Linked DNA regions of Rattus norvegicus: region 1 is linked to region 2. The links are chromatin contacts, called in public Hi-C maps. All regions are on one chromosome and are shown on one strand. The core of a region is the stretch at or near the end of the contact, and the rest is flanking DNA. Distances in the headings are between cores, read along the strand shown.

Evidence for each region. Hi-C and Micro-C count contacts between places; a contact is called where the count stands out from the background.
Region 1: a contact with region 2 is called in a Hi-C map of liver, with 5 times the contacts expected there. The contact joins two enhancer-like sites. A contact is called at or near these places in 10 of 12 Hi-C or Micro-C datasets (the A7r5 cell line, Schwann cells, frontal cortex and 5 more).

The regions. Positions count from the first base shown.
Region 1 is chr18:30,222,736-30,227,294 of GRCr8, reverse strand. No RefSeq gene overlaps it. Among named protein-coding and RNA genes, the nearest start is that of Pcdh1, 65 kb to the left of the region's middle. Within about 2 kb of position 1,999, at least 54 of the 93 cell types and tissues checked have an H3K27ac peak or open chromatin away from gene starts, as enhancers often do. A contact at or near this core is called in Schwann cells and liver, where this site is marked.
Region 2 is chr18:30,109,657-30,113,781 of GRCr8, reverse strand. No RefSeq gene overlaps it. Among named protein-coding and RNA genes, the nearest start is that of Arap3, 27 kb to the right of the region's middle. Within about 2 kb of position 2,016, at least 35 of the 93 cell types and tissues checked have an H3K27ac peak or open chromatin away from gene starts, as enhancers often do. A contact at or near this core is called in Schwann cells and liver, where this site is marked.

The sequences.
Region 1 (4,559 bases), core at 750-3,249, 110 kb before region 2:
GTGTTAGGGGTGGAGCCAAGGGTCTCTTCCTGTGGGGAGAGTAGTAATGGAGGGTTTGCCTTGTCAGACTCCGGGCTGTGAGCCGAGTCCAGTCACTTGAGGCTTTTAGTTCTAACCCCGAGGGGATGCTCTGGAGCCTGAGAATTTGGCCAGGTGAGAAACCCACTGTGCTTGAGATCTTCACGTACACTAGTGGACACCGCTGTCATCAGTGACCCTCCCGCCACTAGGGGGGGCCACTGCGCAGCATCCATGGTACTAGGACAGCTCGGTGGGGAAGAGCTGGAGAGGTAGTGTGGCTCAGTGGTATTTTCTTCCTTGGAGCTGGCTCCACTAGACCACGCCACAGGAAACCCTGCTGGCCTTCTGGGGAACCAGCACTCTGGCGTTGTCATTCAGTCTTAGCCTTCTTGGGCTCGATGCCTGGCTGTTCACACAGAACCTCCATCCTATTCAGAGCAGTTCTGCAGTGCCTGCTACTCACCAGTGCGTGCTGGGCATTGCAAGGGGCTTTAGACCCATGCAGGAGGCACAAGCTTCACACAACACATCCGACATTAGACAGGCAAGCTCTCAGACCTGACAACCTGCTTAGAATCCTCATTGCTGGCTCTGTGATGGATCTTGGGCAAGCTTACTAATGTGAGCCTCATTTTCCTCACCTGTAAAATGGTGACAATCGCAGTACGTAGCGTGTGGAGTTGTAAGGATGAAATGAGAAAACAGAATGAAGTCTGTCAGGGTCTGGCACGGGAAAACTCTCCCGCAACGGGGGTGCCAACTGTTACCAGTGAGTCAGACAGGGATGTGGTGGAGGCCGAGGTGAGTAATGGCAATGAGACAACCAGGGAGGGCTTCCTGGACATAGCATCAGGACTGAGTCTGCAGGACAGCTGGGCAAGGCTCGGCAGGAAGGAAGGTATTTAGAGAGTTTGTTTGTTCCTTGCAACACTAACTGCCCAGGAGTCCTCTCTCCTGGACCCTAGCCTAACTCCCTCTGGCTCCTCCTCCTCCTGTTCTGCTTCCTGTCCTTTTCCTCCTCCTCCACATCCTTCACATCCTCCACCTACTCCCTGCGAAAGGAAGCCAGCTCAGGGGCAACAAGTTTCACAAATAGTGACCACTGCTTGGTGCTGCTTAGTGGCTCCCGACCAGGGATTGTACCCCAGGGACATTCAACAAATGTGTGCTGTCATCTTTGCTTGTCACAGTTGGGAAACAGGGATGCTGTTGCCTGGCCGTGGATACAGAGACAGTCCTTTCCCCTACAAAGAGTGAAGTGGTTCTAACCAGCGAGAAACCCTGGCTTGGATTGAACACTTCCACTAGGGAGAAACTGGGCCACCTTGCACCGGACTCCTGTGGTCCTGTCACCGTCTCCCCACACCTAGGCAAATCACCCCCCCGACCCCCAGTCTCTCTGTATGTTCTAGTGTAGCCCCCACTCCCCCAGTGCCTCCGGCCTCACGCCCACCCGCCACTCAGCTACCAGTGCCACTTCCCCTAGGGTCTTGTCCCCTCTTTCATCCTCTGCCTCGCAGGGGTTGCGGACCGCCTGTCAGGCAGGAGTCAGCCGGCGGCAGCACGAGGCTTCAGAGACCGAGCTGCCCGCTGCACTCGGCCAGCCTGCCCACTGATTGGCCGAGCTGCTGTTTCCATGGTGATCGCCCGCAAAGCCCGGCCCCCACCTTCCTTCTCCTCCCCCGCCCCCCCAGGCCCTATTCAGTAGCGAGAGCAGCGACAAGCAGGTTAATAAAACAGGAGCCGCGTGAGGAGCCAGGCTGTGGGCCGAGGTCCCAGCGTGGTGGCCCGCCCAGAGGAGAGAGGGGCGGTGGGGGTGGGGAGTAAGAAGCTGGCTTGGAGCTCAGTTAGTGTCCGCCCCATTCCAGCCAATCAGGGACTCCACCTACTGCAGGTGCCTGGGCTGTGCCTGCCCTGGGATATTGGGGGTTCATTTCCTCATGGTGCGCCTTCCCACAATGGCCTCTGGGGGCAGTGTCCCCACCCCCAACAGAACCTTGAGAGCACTGTAACTGAAATGGGAAAAGGCTGGGAATGAGGGGAGAGACGTGGGGCGGGAGAATAGGGACTGGGAAGAAGGGTAGAGCTGAGTGGTGTCGCGCTTGAGGATGGGGAAAGAGAAGAGGAGAAGGAGGAAAGAAGTAGGAATGGGGCTGCTGGCTAAGCTGAGTTGTTTGGGATGGATGGAGAGTGGAGCATGAGGGTTAAGAGGGGGGCTTCAGGAGGTTGCAAGTTTAAAGGTCGAGAGGAAAGGGTTTGGAGCTGGGACTGGAGGAAGGAGGTGGAAAGCGCTATGAAGGTTGATAGGGACAGACGTTGCTCAGAACAGCCCCAGGCTGACTCATACCACCATGTGTCCAGCATAGAGCCTGAGGGGTCGGTGCTGAGTGTGTGCTTACTGCATAATCACGGCAGTGGAGGGATGAGGTGGAAATTGGTGGGCTATGGATGCTGGGAATATGCACTGGAGTCAGTAACCCCAGCGACACCTCTCCTCCCCAGTATCAACCTAGTATTTGCTGACAGGTCTGTGGTACACTCTGACATGGATGACCTCATTGAGCACTTACAATAATCCTTTGAGGCAGGCCTGTTACAACATCTACCAGAGATTCGGAGAGGTTTGGTGACTTATTCAAGGTCACAGGGTTTGGGTTCTGTTACATATGTATGGTGGACATGTAATCAGCATCTATATCTGGGGTTGAAGTGTTCTGGCCAGCACCAAGCAGTGTGGGTTGGTGCTGGGGTAAGAAGGCACTCTGGGTTCAGAGGTCAAGGATGGATCTGGCTCTGATGTTGAGCCAGGGGTTAGCCATCTGTGACATCATCTGGCTCCATACTCAGTGCTTCCTGCTGGGGGAGATGCTGGATTTGCTGGGGGTTTTTGGTTTGCTTTGTTTGTGCTTCATTGGTGTTGAATTGTTGTGTGACAGACACAGAGACCCTATAGCAATTCACAAGCACTGTCCTTGAAAATCATCTATTTTCAAACAATGGAGGAGCTCAGAGCTAGTGCCTCGAGGTCTAGAGTGGAAAGAGTGGGGGGCGGGGAGTAGAATAGCTTGGCTCTAAGTTAACTGTGATGGTACAGATCTGTAATTCCAGCATGCAGGGGGTGGAGGTAGGAAGATCAGGAGCTCAGGGTCATCCTTGGCTACATAGGTAGTTTAAGGCCACCGTGAGCTAAATGTCTTTAAAAAATAATAAGAATGTCTCAGCTCTAGATCTGTCTGCGCCATGGCCTTGGATAGATCTTATCATTTCTATGAGCCTTGGGTTCTTGGTGTTACAGGTGGGATGATGCCTGGGCCTGTAGAAAGTTCTTGATTAATGTGGCTTCCTTTTTGGGAGCCAGGAGGTCTCTGTTGGTACTGGTTCTGAGGGATTTGTAACACCCAGGGTGAAGATACCTCCTGGACTGTCCCCACTTCCAAGAATGGAGACAGCCTCCTGGCCTGAAAACATGGTGAGCCAGGGATGTTCCTCGCTCTGAAATGGGACAGAAGGATCCAGGCTAAGGGAGGAGAGGGGGGAATTACTGCATCGCATCTCTCCATTCTGCATCCTTGTCCCTGATCCCACCAGAGAACAGCACTGAGAGAGGCCAAGCCCCTCAGCAGAAGCCCCAAGCTTTTCAGGCCACCCACTGGTGGCTGCTGCCCCTGCAGCCTGCAGGCTCTAGGGACAAGACTGAAGGCCAGGCCACCGGCTAGGAGCCCAGGCCAGGGAGGGCACAGGCGGCTGCTGCAACCTGAACACTCGATAAACCATTAATTCTTAATAAACGACAGGCTGTGCATTATTTAACAATAATGATACTTTCTGTTCCATTATAGATTAAAACACCGGCCTCTTCTTATTAATCCTGCATTTCAAAAGCTTGTAAATCCTACACAGCCAGAGGAGATAAAAGCAGGCTCAACCCCATCCCGGGGCTGACACACTCTGGCTGACATGGTGGCTCAGCAGCTCTGCCTGGGCGCTCACACTTGTGTGCCCTGGGCCCACCCACAGCCCAGTTCCTGGACATTTATCAGCACACCTGCTGTGGATATCTCGCTCCTTACTTCTCCCACTTACACACACACACACACACACACACACACACACACACACACACACACACACACACAGTCTGCCTTTCCATTCTCTACCTCTCTCTCTTTTATCTTCACAGCATTCCACCACATATAACCATACTATGCACGGATTCTATTCTCATCTGGGTTTTGCATTTCTCAAGGGTCCTGCAGAGGGGGTTGGAAGGGATCAATCATTGGGAAAGAAGGACAGGTGGTACACAGAAAACAAGGGGGCTGACACCTCAAGCCCATGCAGGCTGGGGAGGCTCTGAGTCCTTTTGACATTCTGAGAAGTGCATAGGGATTCCCTTAGAGTGGCCCTCACTGGACATGCAACACCCCTCCATATGGCCCTCAGGCTCTCTTTACACACCCTCAGGGACAATGAGCTCACTCTTGCCAGAGATAGCATCTGCACTGCTGCAAGGCCTCCAGCCTTCTAGAGCTACTTTA
Region 2 (4,125 bases), core at 767-3,266:
AGGAAGCCATTATAGCAGTGGAGGAGAGAGATGGGACAGCAGAGGCCAAGATGCTGTGGAAGTGGCAAGAAATGGTCGGGTGCTCTGTGAGTCATGACAGAGGTGCTGACAATGGCTACTGCCGAGCTGCATGTGGGTGTAAAATGAGGAACCAGAAATGACATCAAGGTGGACACAGATTTGACGGCTCCTCTATTCCCTGCTGTGCTTAGGTTGACCCAGACTCTCTGCCAAGGATTAGAAGGTACTTCCTAATTTCATCCCTACCTGTCAGCTGATCTTCCAATACCAATGGGTATCAATACTATTTGACACTTACTGAATGTTAACCTCATTCATTTCCATAAAAATCCAGTGACAGGAAAGTTGGGGTTAGCCTTTTATTATGAATATACCCATGTAACAGGAGAGGAAAGTCAGGTACAGAAAGGCTGAATAACTTGCTCTGGTCACAAAGACAGAAAATAGAAAACCCGGGATTTGAACCCAGGACTACTGTTTTTCTTCTTTCCATTCTTGTTTTGAGGGCTGGGGCTTGAGACTTGGCAGCTCTTGAACTTGCTCTGTAGGCCAGGCTAGCTTCAAACTCAGAGATCTGCCTGCCTCTGTCTGCCAATGCTGGGACTAAGTGCATTCGCCACCACACTCTCCCCCAGGACCGTTTCTCTAAGCACCACCATGGGAGAATGACATTTTCATTCTACAATCAGCCATGACTTCACTCTCTTCACCTCAGCGTCCTCTAGTAGGCCAATGCCCAGACACGCCTCATCTTTGCCTGATGAAACTGCAGTCTGAGAAGCCAGGCAGAGCTGGGGATCCTTCTCTGTGTACTGAGGTTTCCCTTCTTGCTGTCTTAGCCCTGAAGGGGGCTGTGGCAGGTTACTCATGGAGTGCAGTGTGGAAGTTACACATGGAGTGCAGAGGCCCTTACTGCTCTCACAGCTGAATCCAGGGGAAAACAGAGGCTGGCACACAGGCCTTGGTAATGACCTCAGACTGATAAACGCAAGCCCAAACCCTCTCTGCCAGTCTCTGGGGGTCTGTGCCCCACCCCTGTTCCCTAGACATTTATAGCTGCTTCCGCTGCCTGCTTTCTCTGCACTTAATTGAACTTTACATAATGCACTAACACCCAAACACCAGACATGAACACGATGATCTCCATTTTACGGCTAAGGAAACTGAGGCTCTCTCAAATTCAGCCAATCACATTCTGATGAATCGAACTTGACTTAGGCAAAGCCTGACTCAGAACCCACCACTCAACAAGTGAGCAAAGCCACAGTGTAGAGTGAAGGCGGGAGCTAAAGGGCTCCTCTCCTCCCCCTCAGCCCTCTCTCCTCATTTATCTCCCCTTCACGCCCTTAATAAAAGCCCGGAGATTGACCGATGGAGGGGGCTGATTTCCCCGGGAGAGAAGCATCCTTTACACAAGAACATTCAAACAGGATCAGAATTCGTCCGCGAGGCACAGGCTTCAGAAGACAGCTGGGGACGGAGAGTTGCTGGGAGAAGGAGGTGCAAAGGGATGGGGAACAATCTTTTATTTATTTATTTCCCTCTAGGAGCCTTCACCTTTCATTAAAACAGCCTCCGGATGTAGGTGCAATCAAACATTCATTAGACAAGCAAGGTACATTTAAGAAAAAGCTAACAACGCCCAGCGCGCGCGCACATCCACACATGCAGCAATAATCAATCTGCGAAATGAAACCAGTCCTTCAGGCGAGAGAAACAGACCGTGTTCCTCCGCACCCGGCTCCCCAGGCCCTGCGTCCCTGTCCCTACCACAATCCCGCACCCGCGGGGGTGGGGGACGCCCCACTCCCCTGCCTCTGAAGCGGGACAAAAGTGGGGCGGGAGTGAGGGCGTTCCTCCCAGCCTAGCTGCTGAGCCTTAGCAAGGTTTTCCACAACCTGAAACTCATAGAGTTCGCACATCTGTCTCCAAAGCCAGGCTCGGAGGTTGAGTTCATCCCTTGCCTAATACAACCCTCTGCTTAGGACAGTGGGACAGGGGCCAAGTGTCCTGCAAGGTTGGTTCCCCGTTCTGTCAATCAGGAAGGGCTTCCCGGAGGAGGGGATGGCGGCGGAGCGGGGGAATGGGGGTAAGGAAGCGGCTTGACAGATGGGGAGTGGGAGGCTCTTCCCAGCATATGGGGCTGCGTGGGTGGAAGGAGTCTAGGCTGGGTGGGGGATGGAGGGGCGCCGGGCTGCAGAGACAGTCTTTGGAGCGGGAACGGGGGCTGGAGTGGGGGTGGGCGTGTGAACCGGACGGAGGGGAAAGAAGGTAACCCCCAAAGGTGGAGGCGGGGAGAGGGGGCGGCCACGGCCGAACTCTCCCTGGAGCCAGCGAAGGCGTCGCGTTCCCAGCGCCTTGCACAAGGGCGCCCCCTGATGGTAACTCTAGAGTCAGACACGATTTCAATTTTCTTAAAGAAAAATAAATCAGTTTAGCGAAATCCTTTTTTAATTTTTGTTTATTTATCTTTTTTGATACAAGGTCTCATGTAGCCCAGGCTGGCCTCGAATTCTCTATATTGCAAGGAGTGACTTTGAACTTCTGATCTTGCCTTCACCACCCCAGTGCTGGGGTCGTAGCATCACACCTGGTTTAAATTTAACCAGATACATTCAAGTCCCTTCTGACCTGAGATCGCCCTTCTAGAGGCACCCCAACCCATTTTACAGCTCCTATAATTGAGGCCAGCGAGGTCAATGAGGCTGATCTGAGAGAGACAGGACTCTAATCTATGGATTCATTCACTCAACACCTAAGCCCTTCTTGCAGGCAGGAGATACATTGCAGGACACAAATGATCAGGCCTGGGGTTTAACGTCTAGGTGAGGAGACTTAGACTATATAACAAATGAGAAAAACAATGTCTAGTTGAGGAGTAAATGAGCCCGCCTGTGGAGCTAGGCAAGGACTACACCTCCTCAGCCTGCCTCACCGCTCCCTAGGGGACCAGGGTGTGTCAACCTTGACTTCAAGATAGGCTACAGAGGAAGGTGGCTCTGGGGGTGAGACTCAGAGGAAGTAGTTCAGACCCCCAAGGCCAGAACACTCCCAACCCCAGTGTAGCTCTTTGGTTTAGCCATCAGCACCTGCTGCCTCGGGCTCTCCCACGGTGGCCAAGCTGCTGAATTACTTCCTACCCCAACCCGATGAGGTTTTAATCTGTTTTTATACAACAGCCATGCTGCCTGCGCTCCTGTTATTACCGAGTTTTCTGTACCCTGATCCTGCGTCTCCTGGCAGCTCTAACCAAGGGAAGGTTCTGAGATGAAGCTGGGAGGGGTCCCCTCACTCTGGAAAATTTTATGGGAACACCAAGGTTTGATGTGGGCAGGAGCCTGGAGCACTCAGGCAACAGACAGTGTAAGACAGGATTTCAGCCCTGCCCTCAAGGCTGGGCTGCAGTCAAAGCCTAGGATTTGGGTGTGAAGGGATCAAGTCTACAGTCTACAATTTGAGCTCAGGAGAACAGCGCTGTGCTTGCAGAACCGGGTCACAGTTTGGGTACCTTTGCAGCTCCAAGCAGAGAGATAGAAGAAGAGGGAGCACAGTAGGCCCACAGCCGCCTGTAATCCTGACACTCCGTGGGCTAGAAGGAGGAGATCAATGTAAGTTTGAGGCCAGCCTGGTCTACATTATGAGTCATAGGCCAGCCAGGGCTACAGAGTAAACCCCAGCTCAAAGAACTGAAAAACTTAAAATAAAAAAAAAAAATCATGGTAGTTCTGGGTCTGTGGTTTACCGTATTGACGCCCAAGGGTCAGTTGGTCCTGCCCACTTATGGAATGGGAGTGGCTGCTACATCCACTGCAGGTTGGTGTCTGCACTTGACCATGTAGAGAACTATGCCAGGCAGTATGGGAGGAGGCCTGGGCTCTACTCCCTGGAGAGATTGTTTATGAAGCTTAGGTGGACAGAGGTGGCAGGCCCACGTGAAGGGCTATTACTGTTAGTCACAGCTCCCAGATGCTAATAAAGGTGTGAGGAGGCATCAGACAGACACACACACCTAGTTGCTCCACATTGGGCCAGTGACAGACACATTCAGTCTCTGATAGCTGTCCGGGCTTGCAGCTGAGGTAACCCTCCCTGCCTCCAGCTCCA